7 separate regions of the Mus musculus genome follow, and regions 1, 3, 4, 5, 6 and 7 are each linked to region 2. Evidence: chromatin contacts called from public ChIA-PET, HiChIP or PLAC-seq, Micro-C and promoter capture Hi-C data. All regions are on one chromosome and are shown on one strand. The core of a region is the stretch at or near the end of the contact, and the rest is flanking DNA. Distances in the headings are between cores, read along the strand shown. Region 1 holds the start of Fbxw5 (F-box and WD-40 domain protein 5). Region 2 holds the start of Nsmf (NMDA receptor synaptonuclear signaling and neuronal migration factor). Region 3 holds the start of Abca2 (ATP-binding cassette, sub-family A (ABC1), member 2). Region 4 holds the start of Traf2 (TNF receptor-associated factor 2). Region 5 holds the start of Uap1l1 (UDP-N-acteylglucosamine pyrophosphorylase 1-like 1). Region 6 holds the start of Clic3 (chloride intracellular channel 3). Region 7 holds the start of Npdc1 (neural proliferation, differentiation and control 1).

What was found. Promoter capture Hi-C pulls out the DNA fragments that hold promoters and counts their contacts. A called contact is a pair of places that touch in the nucleus more often than the background predicts. ChIA-PET counts read pairs in DNA pulled down with a chosen protein or histone mark. HiChIP or PLAC-seq counts read pairs in DNA pulled down with a chosen protein or histone mark. Capture Hi-C pulls out chosen DNA fragments and counts their contacts.
Region 1: a Micro-C map of embryonic stem cells shows a contact between it and region 2. The contact joins the promoter of Fbxw5 here to the promoter of Nsmf in region 2. A contact is called at or near these places in 1 of 484 Hi-C or Micro-C datasets (embryonic stem cells) and 1 of 115 datasets of contacts at active chromatin or transcription factors (pancreatic cancer cells).
Region 3: a promoter capture Hi-C map of embryonic stem cells shows a contact between it and region 2, with 7 read pairs. The contact joins the promoter of Abca2 here to the promoter of Nsmf in region 2. A contact is called at or near these places in 1 of 39 promoter capture datasets (embryonic stem cells), 1 of 115 datasets of contacts at active chromatin or transcription factors (memory CD8 T cells) and 1 of 9 other capture datasets (adipose tissue).
Region 4: a contact with region 2 is called in an RNA polymerase II ChIA-PET map of memory CD8 T cells, with 14 read pairs. The contact joins the promoter of Traf2 here to the promoter of Nsmf in region 2. A contact is called at or near these places in 2 of 115 datasets of contacts at active chromatin or transcription factors (bone marrow-derived macrophages and memory CD8 T cells).
Region 5: a contact with region 2 is called in a promoter capture Hi-C map of adipose tissue. The contact joins the promoter of Uap1l1 here to the promoter of Nsmf in region 2. A contact is called at or near these places in 1 of 39 promoter capture datasets (hippocampal neurons), 2 of 115 datasets of contacts at active chromatin or transcription factors (memory CD8 T cells and pancreatic cancer cells) and 2 of 9 other capture datasets (adipose tissue and liver).
Region 6: a FOXA1 HiChIP or PLAC-seq map of pancreatic cancer cells shows a contact between it and region 2. The contact joins the promoter of Clic3 here to the promoter of Nsmf in region 2. A contact is called at or near these places in 3 of 39 promoter capture datasets (hippocampal neurons, pre-B cells and stem cell-derived epiblast-like cells), 2 of 115 datasets of contacts at active chromatin or transcription factors (memory CD8 T cells and pancreatic cancer cells) and 2 of 9 other capture datasets (adipose tissue and embryonic stem cells).
Region 7: a contact with region 2 is called in an H3K27ac HiChIP or PLAC-seq map of embryonic stem cells, with 5 times the contacts expected there. The contact joins the promoter of Npdc1 here to the promoter of Nsmf in region 2. A contact is called at or near these places in 2 of 39 promoter capture datasets (the C10 cell line and the SN4741 cell line), 1 of 115 datasets of contacts at active chromatin or transcription factors (embryonic stem cells) and 1 of 9 other capture datasets (liver).

The regions. Positions count from the first base shown.
Region 1 is chr2:25,499,324-25,502,023 of GRCm38.p6, forward strand. It overlaps Fbxw5 (F-box and WD-40 domain protein 5), which reads left to right and starts at 1,427. Exons shown (of 9, transcript NM_013908.5): 1 at 1,427-1,563; 2 at 2,613-2,700. The coding sequence starts at 2,636. It overlaps C8g (complement component 8, gamma polypeptide), which reads right to left and starts at 1,183. Exons shown (of 7, transcript NM_027062.2): 1 at 771-1,183; 2 at 516-652; 3 at 266-336; 4 at 75-182. The coding sequence starts at 908.
Region 2 is chr2:25,052,830-25,055,678 of GRCm38.p6, forward strand. It overlaps Nsmf (NMDA receptor synaptonuclear signaling and neuronal migration factor), which reads left to right and starts at 1,550. Exons shown (of 16, transcript NM_001039386.1): 1 at 1,550-1,842; 2 at 2,169-2,230; 3 at 2,807-2,849. The coding sequence starts at 1,772. Pnpla7 (patatin-like phospholipase domain containing 7) reads left to right here. Exons shown (of 35, transcript NM_146251.4): 34 at 566-669; 35 at 842-1,243. The coding sequence ends at 964.
Region 3 is chr2:25,426,914-25,429,885 of GRCm38.p6, forward strand. Abca2 (ATP-binding cassette, sub-family A (ABC1), member 2) reads left to right here and starts at 1,686. Exons shown (of 49, transcript NM_001368624.1): 1 at 1,686-1,922. The coding sequence starts at 1,857.
Region 4 is chr2:25,545,634-25,548,467 of GRCm38.p6, forward strand. It overlaps Traf2 (TNF receptor-associated factor 2), which reads right to left and starts at 1,307. Exons shown (of 11, transcript NM_009422.3): 1 at 1,229-1,307. It overlaps Gm35476 (a long non-coding RNA gene), which reads right to left. Exons shown (of 4, transcript XR_866044.3): 4 at 2,292-2,432.
Region 5 is chr2:25,364,238-25,367,019 of GRCm38.p6, forward strand. It overlaps Uap1l1 (UDP-N-acteylglucosamine pyrophosphorylase 1-like 1), which reads right to left and starts at 1,426. Exons shown (of 9, transcript NM_001033293.3): 1 at 1,090-1,426; 2 at 644-848; 3 at 275-450; 4 at 1-36. The coding sequence starts at 1,378.
Region 6 is chr2:25,455,288-25,458,204 of GRCm38.p6, forward strand. It overlaps Clic3 (chloride intracellular channel 3), which reads left to right and starts at 1,556. Exons shown (of 6, transcript NM_027085.3): 1 at 1,556-1,627; 2 at 2,374-2,483; 3 at 2,562-2,687; 4 at 2,828-2,917. The coding sequence starts at 1,592. It also overlaps a transcript of Paxx not described here.
Region 7 is chr2:25,401,751-25,404,478 of GRCm38.p6, forward strand. Npdc1 (neural proliferation, differentiation and control 1) reads left to right here and starts at 1,300. Exons shown (of 9, transcript NM_008721.4): 1 at 1,300-1,615. The coding sequence starts at 1,504.

The sequences.
Region 1 (2,700 bases), core at 177-2,676, 450 kb after region 2:
GGACCTGGAGGATGCAGAGCACAGGTCATGTGTGAAAAGCACAGGCCATGTATGATCACAGGACTAGTCCGCACCGTATAGTTTCACAGACAGCTTCCTTCCCTGTTCCAGGTACAGGATGGCAAAGCTCTGATAGTCAGTCTCAGCAACCACCATATGCACTGGTCCACGGGCCCGTGAGACTGCGGCAGAACCACAACAGCACATCAGTCCTTTCCCCTCTGCCTCCAGCCCAGAGCCCTCTCCCTTGATGCCCCTGCCTCACCTTGGAACAAGAAGCGGCCAGGGACCCCTGTGTTCTCAAAGAGTTGGCGTACCTGCCAACATATCCCATCTCTGGGGAGGGGAAGAAGGTATGTCATAAGAGGAGGCACCCAGACTCTAGGAACCCCAACCCAGGAGAGGCCATATGGGATAGCTATCTAGGCCACAGAAGAGCTAGAGATGAGGTTTAGAGTCAGGAGGGCAGAGTAAGATGGGCTCAGGGGCTGGGATGAAGTCCTGCTGGGACTCACAGCTTTCGGAAGGTGCTGACAGCCATAGCTGCACCCTGGGGAGCTGCGTGCAATGTGGTGGCCTCAGCTCGGTGTCCCTGCTCCTGAAGAAAGCGGCACGAAGAGCCCACAGCCACCAGGAGCCATGTCCCTGCAAACTGGAAGTTGACTATGAGTGCTCAGGACTGGGGAAATGGGGCACCCTGGACCAATCCCGCCAAGCTAGGCAGGTTCTTATTGCTCTTTTACCTACCCCCACTCACTCCCAGATTTTACCTTCTGAGCACTGAAATTGACCTGGGCCTGGATAGTGCTGATGGGGGAGGTAGACCCAATAGGCTTTCGAGTCCTTTGGCCCAGCGAACTGGCTGTCAAGAGCAGGGTGAAGAACAACACAGCCCCTGGAGACAGCATGGCCAACCTGCTACGGACAGTAGGTGACAGGACAGCGAGGTGGAGGGGTGCACTGTCCTAGGTCAGAGTCCACTGTCCAGTGCCACAGGAAGCACAGTCCAGGAAGTCCACATCTGTCTTCCGATTACTGAACCCCTAACCCAAGCCAGGGTCCATCCTAGAACCTAGCCTTGATAGGAGCTGGGCATTGTGTCCCAAGTGCAAAGTTAAGAGTTGACCTCTGCACCCCTATTTCCACTTGTGGTCAGTGCTCAACCCTATGCATGCAATAACTGTCTTTAACTCCACAACCAACAAGAACGTGCTCATAAAGTCACTTGTTCAAAGCCCAGCAGCAGAGAGAGCAGAGGCAGAGTCTCGAACCGGCCCAGCTGAGCCTGGCTCAATCCTCCGTCCTTTAGGGTAGCCAGGAGTGAGTACTGTTCTGTGAGTCAGAACGCTCGGAAAGTAAGAGTTTGCGCAGGCGCATAAGAAACGCTGGCTGCTAGTCGGAGCCTGAGGCGCAGGCGCAAGACGGGGAAGGGGGGGGGGGGGGAACGGTCCATCGATGCCTCGGGGCTCTCAGCGTCGAGCCTGGCGCCTCCATAAAGACGTGGAGGTGGAGACTAGAGCGGCGGCGGAAGCCGGGCGCAGCGCAGCGGGCAGAGGCACCGCGGTGAGTCCCGGCTTTGGCCCCGCCGTGCTCACTCACCTGTGTCATCTGCCCTGTCCCCAGTCACCAGCCTTGTGCCCCATTACTCCCAGTCCTGCATTCACCAGCCTTCTGCCACCTTCGGTGTCCCTTGTCCCCGATCGTGGCCTTCGTTTATTTTCTCGGGCCTGGTCCCGGTCATGGGCCTCGCTCTGCCTTGTCCTACTTTAACTGGCTTTTGTCACCTTCACGGGCTTTGTTCACTGTCACCATATTTTTTTCCTGCAATGTCTACACTTGTACAGCCTTTGGTGGCCTTATCTGGCCAGTGATGGCCTTGGCAGGTTGACGTCGTCCCAATCCACCCTCCGGTGTTCAGTGGGTGAATGAAGGAGCTGCTGCCCACTCTAGCTAAGCAGCAAAGCGTGGTCCCTGATGTCTCCTCTGACATTCAGAAACCCCAATCACTCTTAACCACCCTCCTGGCCAGGCTGTCTCCTGAGTCCAGAACGACATATGCCACTGGCTAGCAGGAACCCCTTCTCAGAAGAAAGTCAGCCTTGGCCTGAAGTCCTATAGCAGCAAGGTCAAAGACAGGGTGGGCTGCTAAACCTTGGACCTGCCAGTTTGAGCAGCCCAGACCTGTTTGCTTGTCTTGTGCTCACCTGCCTCCCTGTGCCCTGTAGCATTGGGGAAGGCATCAAAGGCCCCCACCTGGAAAGTGGGGCTGCCCCCCACTTCGCAGGTTCTACCTGGCCTAGTAGTACTCAGGGGCTTGCTGTCTGGTCCAGCAAGTCCTTTGGTGTCCTGGAGAATGTAAGGTGGTGCAACGTTACTGCCTGGGTCCTTCAAGAAGTGTTGGGTCTGTGGTGGGGCAGTGCTACTTGTACACACAAAGAGAGATGCACACATCCCTCCCCTCCCCCCGCACATGCTCAGTGCAGTGGAATTCTCCGGTGGGCAGTTGGTGGGGCTAGCTAGGACTGCCATGTCTGGAACCCCAGACTATCAGTCTCTCCCTGGGGTTGGCGATGAGGAGGCTTGGGTTCAGAGCCGCCACTGGTGGGTTTCAGGACCGTCTGGGCAGAATGTCACGATGGATGAGGGGGGCCTGCCCCTGCTCCCCGACAGCCTTGTCTACCAGATCTTCCTGAGTTTGGG
Region 2 (2,849 bases), core at 300-2,799:
CACTCAGGCTTCCCCCTCATCACTCCATAGAGCATCCTAACCACACCACAGACCTTAAGGGGAACCTACTGGCAGAGGAGGCCTTAGGAGGCCCGAGGGCCACATCCAACAACATGGCTCTGATCTACAACCCTGCAATGGGGCCCCCCATCTTGCAACAGAGCAACATGTTCTGCAGAATTCCCTGCTGCATGTACCATCTTAAAGAAGAACTTGAAAGGTGCTCTGGAGTCTTCCCAGGGTGAGAGCCCCAACACTGAGCTGAGTTTGTGCTGGTCTCCTTACACAACTCTGACCCGGCCCCCATGTGTGGTTAGGGAGTAGGTGAGGAGGGTCATGTTTTTGTGAAAAACACACAGGACACATTGTGGCGTGAGATGAACAAAGGCGCCTGTGAAGTGTTGCTGGGTCTGGAGGTTCCTCTGGCAGCCCTGGCACTGGGCAGCTCTCTGGGAACTGTTACAGTGGGGCTGGGCATGGCCATGTTCTGCTTCCCTTTTAGCCTTGCTTGGCACAGCCACTGTCCTTGGAGAGAGGACCAATGGAGCCCTCTCTTCTGCTCTAGATGAGTCTGACTATCAGACCGAGTATGAGGAGGAACTGCCAGCCATCCCCAAGGAAACGTATGCTGACTTCCAGAGCACTGGGATTGAGCTAGACTCTGACTCGGTGAGGTGCTGAACCCTGCCTTGCCTGTGCCGGACTCTGAGGTCCCCAAACAGGGCCTGCCCCTGGTCCCTGACTCTGGGCTAGCTACTGGTTTTCCCACTCCAGGTGATACAGTCTGGGGTCGGGCAAGCCCCCACTTTGCATATCTTGACCATGTCTGATTTGCTTCCAGGAATATGAGCCTTCGATGTTGCAAGGACCCCCCAGCTTGACTTCCCCAGAACAGTCCCAGGACTCCTTCCCTTGGCTCCCTAATCAAGATGACCAGGGGCCAAGACTGGAACATCCTTCCTGACTGGATAAATAAATAAAACACCTGGGCCTCACCCTTAGACTGAGGCTGCACCCATTCCTTAGAGGCTACTTCAGTTGCCTGACAAGATCAAACTGGATGATATAGCCATCTGGCTTCTTCCAGAGACATGGGCTGTGTTATTGGAGTCGTGGGCCTCTTCACTTCCCCGGCACCCTTGTATCCCCACAGCAGTACTGAGGAGCACGGACGCCTCTGTGAGGCATGGGAAGGTGGGATTGTTGAACTAATAAACGTTAATCTGATTGTGTGGCTATTTTACTCTGGTGTAAAGGTTGCAGGGGCAAAGAGCTAAGTGGACCTGAGGTCGGGAAGGTCAGTGGGTGATCTCTTGTTCTTTCAGGACCCTTTTGCTTCCAGGCAGCAACTCTAGGCTGGGCTAGGATGCTCCGGGTCTGAAGGAAACTAGGGTTTCCCCCTAAATCAAGGGTTTCTTTGGGCATACACAGGCCCTGGCCTAAGTGGAAGGGCATCACTTTTATGCCCCCAAGAAGAAAGCCTCCGGGAGGAGCCGCCTTTTAGCCACGCCCTTATCTGTCATCATGGGGGTGGTGCCAACTCAGGCTCAGCGTCAGGAGGCGGAGCACCGCCCCCGGGTCCAGCCGCGCTCTCCTACAGTGGCTGGACGCGCTGGGCGCTGGGTGCGGCCATGCGGGGCCTGGGCCTAAGTCTGACCCTGACCCTGAGGCTGAGACCTAGCGCGACCTCAGGCGCCGTACGGCTCCCCCGGCAGAGGCGGCGGGCGCGAGGCGCGCTCTGAAATCCGGGGGATGCGCGGGCGCCGTGACCATGGGTGCCGCCGCCTCCAGGAGGAGGGCGCTGAGGAGCGAGGCCATGTCCTCGGTAGCGGCCAAAGTAAGGTGAGTGGGCCGGGCTGACCGGCTACTGCTGCCGGCTACCCTCTGTGGTATGTGCTGCTACCCCAATGCCCTGTGATCTTCCTGTTCCGGAGTGGGCATTGGGCCTTAAAACCTGACGCCCACAGGCTGGGCAGATTAGACAGAAAGTAGTAGGAGGTCTCTGACCAGGATGCCCTGGCACTCTGTGGTGGGTGGGAAGAGCCCACCTCTTCTCATGTTGATGTGGAAGGCCTGGGTGGGGGTAAGTATGGTAGGGAGGGTCTTGCCAGTATTGGAGGCTGGTAGCCAGCTTGTACTGACCCGTGTTCCCTCTGCTTACCATGCAGAGCAGCCCGAGCGTTTGGAGAGTACCTGTCCCAGAGTCACCCTGAGAACCGCAACGGTGCAGGTAGGCACACTGGAAACAAAAGGCTGTTCTGGGTGAGTCCTCTGCCCCAGGCCAAGGCCAGGACCAGGACCAGGGCCAGGGCCAGGGCCAGTGGAGTGTGAGCCAGCCCAGGTACCTTGCTGGCCTGTCTACCTCACATCCCTTGCCCTCCAGGGCCCAGAACCCTAGGAGGAGCTCCAGTCACCCATCTCCATGGCGCCCTCCCAGCCTGGGTTGTTGGCATGGCAACAGGCCTCTTGGCACCCCCAGGGCTGGCACCACTGTCTGGGGGCCAGCTGGTGGGGGGAGGGGAGGAATTGGCACCAGGCAAATGGGTGTATCTGCAGGCTCTTGGGGGGATATCGGCCTGTCTATTCTTAACTTCTGATGATTATGCACAGGTAGTGAGGCCTGCCTGCCGCCCCAATCCTCACTCTCACAAGGGCTTCAGGCCCAGATAAGCAGAGAAACAGGCCACCTGGTAGAGCCTTCTCTAGTAACCTCAGCCCCCTCATTAAGGTTGGGGCTTGTTGAGTGTGCCAGAGGACCGGGAGGGTAGACCATCAGGCTGAAGGTTCACCTGATGCCTTTCCCTAGACCACCTGCTGGCTGACGCCTACTCTGGCCACGACGGGTCCCC
Region 3 (2,972 bases), core at 436-2,935, 370 kb after region 2:
CCAGCCCAGGAGAGGAGCTGGGAAGTGTCAGGAAGCTTTAGCCCTCGATGACGGTTTGCATTCACTTTAAGAGCAAACTGCATGTCCCAGGCTGAATACCACACAGCCTCCCCCTCCTATTCATAGGCCGGGGAAACCCAAACTGGCCTGCAGTCTTCAGACACAGTCCTCAGGACCACAGCTAGTGGCTCTCTGCTGCCCCCTGCCTGCCATATTGGAGAAAATAGTCCTGTGACAGTATCAATAGGCCCACATTCAAACACTTCTAAGGACCCACCAAAGGCCAGGCTCTAAGAGCAGAAAGATGCTAGGCTTACATGAATATGGAGTAGGTGGGGAGGTGGGTGGTGTTGGGGTAGCAAGTAAACCTCTTATATAAGGGACAACCTGTCTTCTCAGTCACCCCTGCTTTCCAGCCCCTTTTGTGCAGTCTGGCTAGAGCAGGGAGGCCTGATCTGGTAGTCACAATGGATGACTGTGGTAAATTTTCACAGTTGTGATGTCTCAGCATCATTTTGAATATAAACCTAACTTTCTCAGGTCAGAATTAGGGCTCTCTGACCTGTAGCAGTTTCCGGTTATGCACACCCAGCCCTTCACGTGGTGTGTCTAGCTCTTCATACCTGGTAAGCATTTCTGCTGCCCTGCCCGCTGGGCATCTGCCTCACCTGCATGGAAATCGCAGGTGGACTGCAGTGACCCCAGGCATATGCACCTTACGTGTTCTAAATTCAGTTAAAACTATGTAAGAAATGTGTTTGGATGATACCCTGGACCTCAAAACAGCTGTCTCCACCTGCAGAGAGAGAGAGAGAGAGAGAGAGAGAGAGAGAGAGAGAGTATTTTGGACAGGGTCTCATGTTGCGCAGGCTAGCTTTGAATTCTCTATATAACCAAGGATGACCTTGAATACTTCATCCCTTCTGCCTCTGCCTTTTTGATGCTGGGATTACACGTGCGTGGTTGCTCTCTATTATTTATTTTATTGAGATATGGTCTCTCTATGTAGACCAGTGTGGACTTGAACTCACAAAGATCTGCTTTTCTCTGCCTCCCTGAGCTGAGCGCTGGGTTAAAGGTAAATCTGCCATGACCTGCTGTTGCTCTGCATTTTGATAATCTAGGTAAACGCCATTTCATCAGCAGGTGGTGGCTCGTCTATGAGGAACACAGAATGCTTTTGTGAAGGTGGTCGAACTACCGCAGTCCCTCTCATCAGGCTCCTCTTTAAAATATCTAAGTCACATCGTGTTGTTGCACCTCAAGCCGCGATGGGATTCTCCTAACGGACCAATGTCTCTCCTCTAAATGAGTGACTGACCCTGCTTCCTGTCTCTACAAGTGAGGAGGGTCAATCTAATGGTGACCAAGCCTCCTTCAGTTTTCCAAACAGGACAGTAAACACCTTGGGTACCCCTCTGCGTAAATCTCTCAATTGGAGACTCATATTTGGAATCTCCTGGGAGAAGCATAGGGTACCTGCGTTCTCCCTAGACCTCGGAAAGGTGCGAGCCGGGATCTTGGTTTAGATGGGGGCTGTGAGGGATCTTGGAAACACTGCATTATGGGTCCAGTGAGCAGCGAGGCCTAGTGCTGTGCGCAGGTGCAGGCGGGCGCGGGCGCCCCCTGGCGGCTACCCGGGCGCAGAGACGCCTTTAAGTGGGGGCGACGGGCGCGGGCGCGACGAGTCTCTGTAGCTGCGGCCGCCGGGGCGGAGCCTGCGAGCAGCAGGTCCTGGACTCTCGAGCGCCCCGCCCCCGCGCGGGCGATGCCGAGCGGCGCGGCCGGCAGCGGGGCCCGGCGGGGCGCGCAGAGGACAGGGCCGCGGCGCTGAAGCGGCGGAGCGCGGCCCGGCCATGGGCTTCCTGCACCAGCTGCAGCTGCTGCTCTGGAAGAACGTGACGCTGAAGCGCCGGAGCCCGGTGAGCGAGCCGCGCCCGCCCTTAGGGGCTCGCAGGCCGCGCGCCCAATTTGCCGGTGCGCTCTCCGCGTGCACGTGCAGTGTCCAGGCGCGCGCAGACCCCGGGAGGGCGCCACCGGAGACCCTGTTCGGGGCCGGACGATTCCGCGGGCTTCCGGGCCTCCGGCAGTGGGTTCGGCTGTGCCCTGGTCCGCTGACACTCGCAGCGCACGGCTGAGTCACGGGCCGGCGCCCTCCGCAGCGCTTTCTGGCAGGCTGGGGTGGGGGCAGGTGGTCCCTGGACTTCAGCTAGAGCTAGGTGCAGGTTCCTGGTCCAGAGCGCTAGCTGGGACACACCATTCAGCTTAGGGACTCAGAGCCCTGGTCCCATCATCTCTGGGGCCCCCATAGGAACCTGTCTTTTCATTCCCTTTACTGGTACTCTGCCCTTGGGCAAGCACCTTAGGCTGAAGCTGGTACCAAACAGCCTTCGCCGCCGCTGCTACCGCCCTCCTCCTCTTCCTCCTCCTCCTCCTCTTCCTCCACCACTACCACCACCACCACCACCACCACCTTCTCCTCCCTTCATCTCCTTTCCTAACCCATCCTGGCAAGTCACAACCCTTACTCCTGCTTTCTCATCCCTGGGAATGTCCTTGTTGTGTGGACTCAACCTGTTAAATCCCAGCACCCTTTGGGGCCAGTTTCTCCTGAGGCTGCTCCTCTGATTTCTCCTGCCTTGGGCCTCTCTTGGGGCTGGGTTCTGCTGAGCTTCTTAGTACCTGTCTAGGCCAGGCAGGGTATAAAGAGTGTTGGGGTACGAGTCCTGTGTGAGGAGCAGGATGCCAGGCACGGATGGCGTTTGCAGTGTTGGTTTTCATCCCAGTCCCTGGAAGAGCAAGGGCATCCAGAGAGTCCTGGGCCAGCAAGAGTGTCCGAGGGCCCTTGGGATTTTCCAGGATGGAGACAAGAGAGTGCAGGACCTAAAAGAAGGGCCTTAACCAGCTCATACCCAGGGACCCCTTGGGCAGCAACACTCCACCTATGTTCTTTGAGTACTTTAGATTCATAA
Region 4 (2,834 bases), core at 57-2,556, 490 kb after region 2:
CAAGGAGCCACCAGTTCAGACCAGAGACACAACTGCTGACAGCACTCAGCCTTCCAGATGTACACACAAGGCTTGATAAAAAACAACCCTTCCTTCAGCTTTTAAAACTCAAGTATTTATAAATCCATCATTAAGTATTCAGCAATAAAGTTAATTTTTAAGACTTAAACATCAATTTGAGATTGCTTGGGGTCTCCACCTGATAACAGTTAACTTTGGGTCACTAAATACCACCTTTCTCAGTCAGTTACGCAGGCAGGAAGGGGCCGTGGTGGCAAGGTCAACTGTGACTTCTCTGGGGGACTGGTAGCCAAGCTAGTGAGTTGCACACAAGACAATGATGACATTGCATTGTGTCCACGGAGCTGAAAGTTTGTTTCTCCGATTTTGGGGCCCGCTGGGAGTACGTCTGTGAGTTCTAATCAATCTCATGTCCTTTCCACCTACTCAGGGCTTCAAGTCCATCATGTGGAATATACACTAGGTCCAACCTCCATTAGGCAGGCGTCAGGAGGTTAAGGGCCCTGGGATCAGTCTCCACACCCTGACACATATGCATCTATCCCATCAACATAGTTTCCAGGGCGGTGGTGGCGCAGGCCCTTTAATCCCAGCACTCAGTAGTTCGAGGCCAGACTACTTTACAAAAAGCAAGATAGTTTCCAGAGAAACAGAGGTTCTGAGGGGCAGAAAGGTGAGATCTGAAAAAATAAAGGAGGACAGGGAAGGTAAACCACCAACAGGGAAGAGGCCTTATGGGGGAGGTGGTGTCCGTGATTTGTGTAGCCGGGTGTCAGAAAAGGCGACGTAAATTTGGCAGACCAAATTTGACTGCCCCATCCAAAAAGCATAAGTGGGTGGGAGGTGAGCGGTAAAAGTGGCCTGGGAGACCAGGTATTCGCTCAAGGCCAGTAAGGGCAAGTGGGGCTCGTGGGTCCCTCGGGCGCGATGCCGGACCGAGATCTGGGGCAGGGACCGTACTGCTGTAACCCCGAGCCACCGCGGTAGGCGCGCAGCCAAGCACCGCTGCGGACGTCGCGAACTTTTCCGGCCCCCCTCCCGCGACTTTCAGTTTCCGGCTCCGCGGCTCCGAAAAGTCTACCCACCCACCTCACCCAGACAGCGGCGGCCCCGCATCTGACCCCCAACCGCCACTCCCACCCCGCGCCTGACCCCAGCCCGGCCGCCGCTGAGAGTAGACCCCCCGCTTAGATCCGCGCCGCCTCACCCAACGGTCTTCGCGCGCCCGGAACTCAGCGCTCGCCGGGAAACACCCCCGCTGCCGCGGCCCGCCCCGTCTGACGGACAGACGCACGCGCCTACCAGGAGCTCACAGGGAGCAGCAGCGGCCGTCGATTTGTCAAATAGGCCGCCTTGACTCTGCCCGCTGACAGACGGAAGCAGGAACCTACCAGGAACGAGCACGGAACCGCAGAGAGCGGTGATTAGTCAGAGCGGCGCAGGGGGTGGGGGCTAAGCCGGTTTCTCCGGTTCCTAGCAAGGTTGTTGAGGAAGCTGCCTTGAGCCTCTCTTCGTGGACGTCAGTCACTTGCAGTCACTTGCCACCAAATGTAACTCGAGTTCGAGCCCTGGGTCCACATCGTGGAAAGAGAGCAGGGGTTTATGCATTATTTAGTCATACACACAAATAGACGAATAAGTGTAATTTAAAAGTTTAAAGAGTTAACATTTCAATGAATATTTGCGAACAAAGAAGTGTAGACAAAAGGGTATACTGTGGAACAAACTGACATACTACAGCTTCCGCGACGAGATTTTTTTCCATCTGTTGTGGGAGAGGTTGCAAGGATGAAAGGCAGGTACAAGGGGAGGGGGAGATGGGTGGGATGGGGTGCATGATGTGAAATGCACAATGAACCAATAAAAAGGTTTTTAAAAAAGTTTGAAGGATTCATCAAGAGCACCTTCAACCACATGAACAGGGAAATGTCCCCCAAGAAAGCTTATGTTTGGAGACTTGAGTCTACGTCAACATGTAGATTTGTACACCTCTGACAATTGTCTATTCTCATCTCTGCAGTCCTGTTAAAAAGGTATTTTAAAAAAATTATAAGTATGTATGTCTGTGCACATGAGTGAAGTATCCAGGGATTCCATACAAAGAGGCCATTGTATCCCTTAGAGCAAAAGTTATAGGCTCAGGGCTGAAGAGATGGTTTAGTGGCTAAGAGTACCGACAGCTCTTCCAGAGGTCCTGAGTTCAATTCCCAGTAACTACATGATGGCTCACAACCATCTGTAATGGGATCGGATGCCCTCTTCTGATGTGTGTCTGAAGACAGCTACAGTGTACTCATAAAATAAATAAATAAATCTTAAAAAAAAAAAAAAAGTTACAGGCTCTTGTGAGCTGGGACCCAAACCAAACTTCAGAACTCTGAGAGAGCTCTTAACTCCTGAGTCATCTCTTCCTGCAAAAAAGAAAAAAAATATATATATATGCTGACACATATCTCTATATATCTCTAGACATCACACACACACACACACACACACACACACACACACACACACGCTACACACATAACCACATATAAACAACACCATACACATATATGTATATACACACAAAGTATTTAGAGCTCACCATCAGGGGTGTCCAACCCACAGCATGTATCCCAGGATAGCATCCCAACATTTGTAGCTGTTATATCACAGTGTGGAAGGATGGACACCTCTGCACTCTACCCTCTGTGTCTTGCCTGCATTCATTCTGTAACTGACTTTAAGAGATACTTATGCTCTTCTCTTTGGCAACCAGTCTCTTGAAACAATGTACCCCAGGAAATTTAATTATTCTCCAGGAGTCTCAG
Region 5 (2,782 bases), core at 176-2,675, 310 kb after region 2:
GGTCAGCCAGTGCACAGTACAAACCCCCGTTGCCATCTATAAAGGAGAAAGGAGTAGGATACCCATGGACTGTGGCCTGATCTCCTGCTCAGTTTAGTAAGTGCTGCAGGTGCACAAACCAAGAGCCTGTGACTCCAGACTGGCCAGAGCCACATGCCCAGGGCCACATAGCCTGCCTGAGTACATCTTACCTGGGAGTCAGGCCTCCTGATCCACAGCTGTACTCTGTGGCCCAGGTGGGGCAACCTGTTCCTATCCAAGGTGTGGGCCATACCTGGGGCCATGGCAACTTTGTCTTTCCGTTCCAGGATGGCCTTGCCCTCAAAGGTCACAGCAGGTAGCATGCGCTGCTCGAACAGCACTACGTTAGTGGGGTCCAGGTGGAAGAAGTCATGCTCCTTGAAGAACTTGATTGTGGGTCCCAGGGTAAACTCACTGGTCATGATGTACCTGTAAATGTCCTAGCAGTGAGCTGCTTCCAGGGGAGTCCAGCTCAATCTGGCAAGTCTAGAAGGGGTTCAGTAATGGCAAGTACTGGGCTCTGTCTAGGGCCGTGCTAAGATTGGGTCTAAGGTCTTGGTGTGGGGTAGGCCTGGGTCAATTTAGGGGTGGTCTTTTTGGGAGGCTGGCATGGAGGACACACCAGGGCACAGTGCAGTGGGTCCCCTGTCGCTGGTCAGCCAACTGTTGGACACGCCGGATCCGCTCTGCTTGCAGTTGATACAGGGTCTTCTGGCTGGGCAGCCCAACTTGATACATGCCCTTTGGGTATGTGACGCCCAGGCGAGTGCCCTGCCCACCCGCCAGCAGCAGGACAGCTACCTTGTTCAGAGAAATCTGTCGGAAACCTGGAGGAGAGGTGCATCGTGAGATAAGGCCTCTTTCACTTTGGAGAACCACAAGTGAGCACGACTTCGGGGGTTACTAGGCACAGGAGGAAGAAGTTGCAAGGCAAATAACTCTCCGCTGCACTTCCCGAGTCCGTGTCCTCCACTCCGCCCCCACTACCCCCACCGCCCATAGGCTCTAACTCTTCCGGCCTCAACGGGCCGGACCTGCCCAACCCCAGCCTGGCACGGCGCTGCCTACCTTCCTCTTCCCACCGCAGGCGTGTCTCTTGGTCACAGCGGATCGCGCTGCCCACGCGTTCTGGGGGCAGGGGCTGCAGGCGCGCAGCCAGGTCCGGCAGAGGACCCGGAGCTAGCGCGCCCGCAGCTGCGGCGCGCTGGCAGTGCTCACGCAGCGCGTCGGCCTCCAATGAGGCGAGCTCCGCTAGCAGTGCGGCTCGGGCTTCCGGAGCCAGGTCGGCATAGAAGCGCAGGAGATGGTCCTGGCCCGCACGCTGCAGCTGTGCGCGTACATCCCTCTCCGAGTCCATACTGCAACTGCAGCGGCCGCCTCAGCCTGTACTCGTGACTTTCTGACCAATGTCACGAGACCAGGCCGGGGGCTGAGATCCCAGGGGGGCGGGCCCAGGGTGCGGCACCTCCACCCAGGACCCCGCCCCTTTTTCCTCTTGGGCTGCTGTTCTGTCTTCTTTGGCTTCTCCCATCTTTAACCCTTTTAATACAGTTTCCCCTGCGCGTTTCCGGACTTGAATCCTAGGATCTGGCCTCCCAGCATTCAAGGTGTACGGTCCAGAGCAGGCCTTCCTAGTACCCCAAGGTCTAGTCATTTCTCTCCTAAGTAATTCCCACCACGTGAATAAAACTGTTCTGTCTGGGCTGGTGAGATGGCTCAGTGGGTAAGAGCACCTGACTGCTCTTCCGAAGGTCCAGAGTTCAAATCCCAGCAACCACATGGTGGCTCACAACCATCCGTAACGAGATCTGATTCCCTCTTCTGGAGTGTCTGAAGACAGCTACAGTGTACTTACATATAAATAAATAAATAAATCTTTAAAAAAAAAAAAAAAAAAAAAAACTGTTCTGTCCTTGCCCCGGGGAAGAAAGAAGTCTGAGGTATCTGCACTGGGCTGACCAGACATAACCCAGCCTCCTCCCTGTCCACAGCCAGAAGGGTTGTCTGCAGCAGACTTGTTGCAGAGCCATTGTTTGTGGCATGAATTCCGGAGTAATGGCACTTACGCTTTGAAGTAGCCTTAGCGTAACTTAGTCCCAAGACATACCTGACAAACCAGGAAGTCTCGAATGGCTGAGAATTGCTTAGATGATGGTTCCTTCAGACAACCCCTAGATCAGATAAAAAAGGTTTTGGTGTGTGGAAATTGACTTGCTAAAAGTGCCTTTTGTGAAACTGGGAAAAGTTACTTCTGGAAAAAGTGCTTCTGGGAAGCAGCTAGCCTCCAATCCCCGATAGGCTGATGACTGTCATGTGTCAGTGTCTCTCTTTCTTCTGACTAATCCTCTGAGCAACCCAGAAGCAAGACAGCGGCCTGGGAGCCTCTCTCCTTAGAAGCTGAGCCTGAGAGGAGTCGGCTTGACCCTGTAAGCATTCACCTAGAACCCCCACTGCTAGCCTGGGGGCAGCAGGCAGACCCAGGCTAGCTTCAACCTGCACCCACCTCCCCTCACCTGCCTACCTTTAGGAACTCAGTTGTTCCAGACTGGCTCTGCATCCCCTTACTGCTTTAGTTTGCTTTTTCATAAAACCTCTTGTTTCTTTTTGTTGTTGTTGTTTTGTGTGTGTTGTTTTTTATTTTTGAGATGAGATTTCTCTGTGTAGTCCTGGCTGTCCTGAAACTCATTCTGTAGACCAGATGGGCCTCAAACTCAGAGATCTGCCTGCCTCTGCCTCCTAGTGTTGGGATTAAAGGTGAGCA
Region 6 (2,917 bases), core at 306-2,805, 400 kb after region 2:
TCTCTGTGATGGTACCCTGGGGGACACAGTTCAGTGGTGCAGTGTTGACCCTGGATTTTGGGAGGCAAACTGTAGCTGAGTCCAGGAAGCTGCAAGCATGGGAGTGGGGCACCGATGGCTCCTACTACGCACAGACTGACACAGGACATGTCCACAGCTCCCCTGAAGCAAGGAAGAGCCAGCTGGCGTCACTCTGACTTGTTTCTTTCTTGCTAAGCCATGCTCATGTTGTATGTCCACTTCATCCCTTCCTTGTGGATTTGTAAGGTCAGCTTTGCAAAAATATATAAATTCGGTGTGTCTGGTGACCACTGGCAGTTGGGAAAGGCTTCAGGGCTGCCCCACAGTGATGATTTGTCATCTGCAAAGGACAGAAAACCACAAAACAGAAAGCTGACCATGTCAGTAAGAAGCCAAAATAAAACTGGCTCTAGGAGTCAAGAGTCGGATAGAGGAGGAACCAAGCCTCCAACACAAATCCAGGTTCCAAGGATATCAGAGCTGTGTTTCACTTCAACTCTGGCTGAGGTCAGGGAAATGACAAGGCAGGGCTAAGGAGGAGGGAAGCCTGGCACAGCTGAGGCCCTGACTAGGAGTCAGGCACGTGAGCAGGTGAGTGGGCAGGTATGGAGCCACCTTGGCTGCACGGTGTAGCCTGGAAGGCACCAGCCTACCAGAGACAGGAAAGCAATCCCTAGGTCCTGGTCTTAGCCAGTGGGCAGTGCTGGTCCTCTGTGAGCACAGGTTCTAAAGAACAGCTCTCCTAGATGGCTGCTGCTGTGAAACGCAGGCCGAGATACAAAGAATGCCAAAGGCACTCCCACTGTGAAGCCCAGTGGGCTTGGGAAGGCCCAATGGCAGATTTGTGCCTGGTAGGGTCAGACCATACTGGCCCTTTCCTTCCTGCTGGGGACCTCATCCCCATTTCAGCCACTAGGTAGTAGTTTCTAACCCTTCCTGGTGCCAACTGAAGGTCAAGGTTAAGAGTAAGAAAGCTGCTCTGAGCCTGTGTGGACAGGATGGGGGCACGGAGTCCACTGCTCAGATGGGTTAAACACCAAAACCAGGCTTATCAGCCTGCCGGCCGCGAACATGTTTGGAATGCGGGTCCGCCCTACCTGACTGGGTTTTGTCAGAGGGAGGGGGCATCTCCCTCGGCTTGTCACACAGACAGGTAAACTGAGGCATTTCCCACTCATTCCCACCCCCTGGCTGGCTTTCTGGGATAAGGACTTGACAATGGAGAATGAGCCGCAGAAGGCTGTGAGGCAACTCCTGAGCTGAGATCAACCCAGTGTGCGTTCACCACACTAGCTCCCCTCACAACCACACTGAGGCTTCAGTGTTTTGCTGTGAGCCAACTTCCCATACTCACACCTGGCCCTGAGACTCAGGCCTCCTGTGGTCACTGGTAGCACGGACACTCTGGTCTTATACAGGCTCTGCTCTGGAAACCTGTCTGTTGCCTAGGTGGCTCCTTGGGGCGGGCCCACTGCCTGGGGAGGGTGGGGCATCAGAGAGACTTAAAGAGCTCCCAAGGCACACCCTGTGCCCTGGGCTGCTGCTGCCGCCGGATGCCTCGGCTCCCACCATGGCTGAAACCACCAAGCTCCAGCTCTTTGTGAAGGTTCTGGGCAGGCTGGGCTGGAAGAGGAGCTGGGCTTTTTTCTTCTTGTTGTTTGGGAGGAGGGGTGGGTCTTCCTAATGGTGCCCAAGTCCCTATCCCTGTGGTGGGTTTGAGTTGCCCCACACAGGGCTGAGGAGAGCCAGGCATCCTGGGTGAGGAGCTACCATAAGGAGGATCAGAGAGCCTGGGTCCCGCTCTTCACTTTGGCTCGTGGACCTGGCCCAGCTCTGGGAGAAAGCTTCTTAGTGAGGAGATAGATGTCAGTCTGGTAGCTGGCACCTGGCATTTAGTAGAGATTCAGGGTCATGTGCCAGACTGGGGGCTTGCCAGAGATGGCCCTTTTAGCTATCAGGCCAGTGCTCAGATCTGAGTGGGAGCAGGTCCTGGCCTCCTCTTTGGTCTCTTCCCTCCCTTCCCTGAGCTGTTAGCCTCAATACCCAGTTGTGTGGGTTAATCACTAGAGGATGAATCTCTGGCCTGCCCCACCCTGCAGCCAGTCTCTGTGACTGGAACCCTCTGGCAGGACCCCAAGCCTAGGCCTCTAAGCTCCCAACTTCTTTTGTCCTCCCCATTCCAGCGATCAGTTCAAGGGCCCTCACTAGACACTTGTAGATGCCATGCTCAACCAGGCCAGAGCCCTAGCCTGCCTCCAGAGCCAATGGCAGTGGGAGGCAGAGCTCCACCCAGCCAGGTGTCAGGATTCCTGGGTCTGCTCAGAGCCTGACACCTCTGTTCCACCCACCCAGGCCAGTGAGGATGGCGAGAGCGTAGGACACTGCCCTTCCTGTCAGCGGCTCTTCATGGTCCTACTCCTCAAGGGTGTGCCCTTCACACTCACCACAGTGGACACTCGAAGGTGAGACACCACCCTGGACCCTTCCCTGGCCTCTGCCCACCTCGGGCCAGCCACCTCCCTTCTGCCTGGTGTTCACAGGGCATTGGATGTGCTGAAGGACTTCGCACCAGGCTCACAGCTGCCCATCCTGCTGTACGATGGGGATGTCAAGACAGACACACTGCAGATCGAGGAGTTTCTGGAGGAGACGTTGGGGCCACCTGAGTGAGCATCTGATGGGGTGGGCAGGAGGGCAAAGATGGGACCTCCTTGGGGGACACCTGGGAGAGTGCCTAGGAAGGGTGCTTTGAGGCACAGTGTACTTGAGGGTCTGACTGGAATTCTCAAACTATTCACACCTATAGCTTCCCTAGCCTGGCACCCAGGTACAGGGAGTCCAACACAGCGGGCAATGACATCTTCCACAAGTTCTCTGCCTTCATCAAGAACCCAGT
Region 7 (2,728 bases), core at 50-2,549, 350 kb after region 2:
CAAAGTGAGTTCCAGGACAGCCAGTGCTATACAGAGGAACCCTGTCTCGGGAAAAAAAAAAAGCGTGGACTTCTCCCTTGCTTCTTTTATGGAAAATTAGCTCAGACTATTTCTGTTCAGTCAATGCCTCTTGAGGGCTGGGTTGGGATGGTAGCCGCTAGTGAGCGCATGCGCGCACGCACGCGCGCGCACAGAGAGAGAGAGAGAGAGAGAGAGAGAGAGAGAGAGAGAGAGAGAGAGAATCATTTGATAAATGTATAAACCTGCACTGACAGCCTCCTCTTTAAGTTTGTGAGCCTGAAGGACGGGAAGAAGTGGAGGGCTGAGGAACTCAACCTTGTTCTTTTCTCTGTGTGTGGTGTTTGTGTTTTTTGCATGTGACAAGGGTCTCTGTGTAACCTTGGCTGTTGTCCTGGAACTTACTTTGTAGACCTGGCTGGCCTTGAACTTACAGAGATCTGCTTGCTTCTGCCTCCGAGTGCACCACCATCGTCCAGGCCTGTTTTTCATTCTTAAGATAGGGTCTCATTATATATTCATGACTGTCCTGGAACTCGATATGTAGACTAGGCTGGTCTCAGCATCTTGAGAGATGGGATTAAAGGCAGGAACCACCACACTGATCTTCAACATTGCCTTCATGACTCAACCAGGGGGAGGTCTCTGGCGGGGGTGGAGTGTGCTCAAAGGGGACTGCACATGAATGGTGATCACCAGGCACCATGCATGTTCCATGTTGTGTGACTCAAGGGAGCTGAAAGCCATTACCTGGGATCATGACCACCTTGGACAGCTCCCAGACAACTGTCAACTACGTCAAGTTACTCTCGCCCCCTGGTGGTACCATTCGGGAGCGAGTCTGGCTTGATCTTGTGAGCCTCTTGTATGCTTTTCTTCCTGGTTTTAGAAAGCCCGGGCACGTCTCTGAGTACACCTGTATATCTCTATACACCTCTTTATCCTTTGTGGGATACATTTTGCAAACCTGCAACAGTCAGCCTAGTCTACATAGCCAGGATTTGTCCCTGGTGTTCCCCTAGTCTAAGGTCCTCCATTCTAACAGGGTGAGTGGTGAGGGTTTGGCAGTCGGACCACTAAGAAGAAGGCGTGCATCCTGGGACGCCCACCGTTAGTCAATTCCAAGTCAGATTCTTGGGTAATGAATGAGGAGGCATTCTGCTGTAGAGGCTAGAGGGCCCGAAGCACTCAGACGCCTGACAAAAGGGGACCCCCCAACAGGATGCAGAGGGAGGGGGCTCAGACTAGAGGAGATGTCCCGCCCCCGCAGGTGGAGCGCGCAGGCGCACTCCCGACACTTTTCTCTGGCCGCCGCGCCTCCATCCCATCCCGGATCCATTGCCGCAACGTCAGCGCCACCGCCTCCTCTTTTCCTCTTCCTCCTCCGCCCCTCTCGCTTCCCGGCTTCTCCAGTCGCAGTTCCCGGAGTGGGTACCGAGCCCGGGGCCGTGGGGTGCCATGCTGCCCGGGTAGCGGCGCTGAAGCATGGCGACGCCCGTCCCTCCGCCTTCCCCGCGGCACCTGCGGCTGCTACGGCTGCTGCTCTCCGGCCTCATCCTGGGAGCGGCCCTGAATGGTGCCACCGCCCGCCGCCCGGGTGAGCGAGCGCTCTGGGCGCAGGCTGTTGGGTGCTCCGGGGCTGGGATTGCGGGGCGGAGAATCCTGCCCCCGGCGCCGCCCTGGTTTTCCCTGCCACCGCCCCGGCCTTACCCAGGCCCACAGGCCAGGCAGGCCCGGTCCGCTGGGCATGGATTGGGTAAACAGGTCAGGCCCGTTGAAGGCCATGCTAGATGAATCTTCTCTCAGGTCCTTGGAGGCGAATGTAGATTTCACGCGCTTTGGGTCTTTGTCTCTGGGTCCCTGAATCAGTCTGGTGTGTGTCTTTGGGTCTGCAGCCATCTGGTTTCTGGTGGCCCATAAGTGGGATCCTGTGTCTTTGTTTGTGTGTCTCTGGGGCTTCCCGTTGGCAGGGTTGTTCTTGGGGTCTGTGGGCCTTGCATGTCAGCCCTGTCGTTCGTTCGTGTGTGTGTGTGTGTGTGTGTGTGTGTGTGTGTGTGTGTGTGTGTGTGTAGAGGGGTTCCCATGGAAGGTCTTAAGGGTTCCAGGTCTAGGGTCTTGTTCCAACTTAGTGGGGTCAAGCTGCCCCATCCCCTGCCCTGAAGGACATGCACCACTGTCCTCTGGTCTGAGGTCTGTGTAGTGACTGTTTAGAAGAGTGTGACTCCCTGACTGGGAGAACATTTTCTCTTTTTTTTCGAGATGGTTTCTCTGTATAGCCTGGCTGTCCTGATCTCACTCTGTAGACCAGGCTGGCCTCAATGCCTGCCTCTGCCTCCCAAGTGCTGGGATTAAAGGCATTCACCACTACTGCCTGGCTCTGGGAGAACATTCTTGACAGATGGGTCCTGAAGCCACAGGATCCAAATTGTATCTCCCCGAGGGGAGTGAAGTGGGAGAGGTTGCCCATATGTTCACTGAGTTCTTCTGGAACTATGTGTGGGAGCTGCTTTGAGCCCAGCTTACAGATGAGGAAGCTGAGGGCATGGAGAGGTGACTGGTACGTGGACTCTAACAAGATCGGTCTGGATATGGGACCTTAAGAGCTGGGCAAGCAACCCAGGAACTGGACTGAAGGTTGGCATGACTGGAAGAGACTCTTGAGGAGGGTGGAGTTCCAGACTGGGCCTTACCAGAGATGCCAAATAGCCTG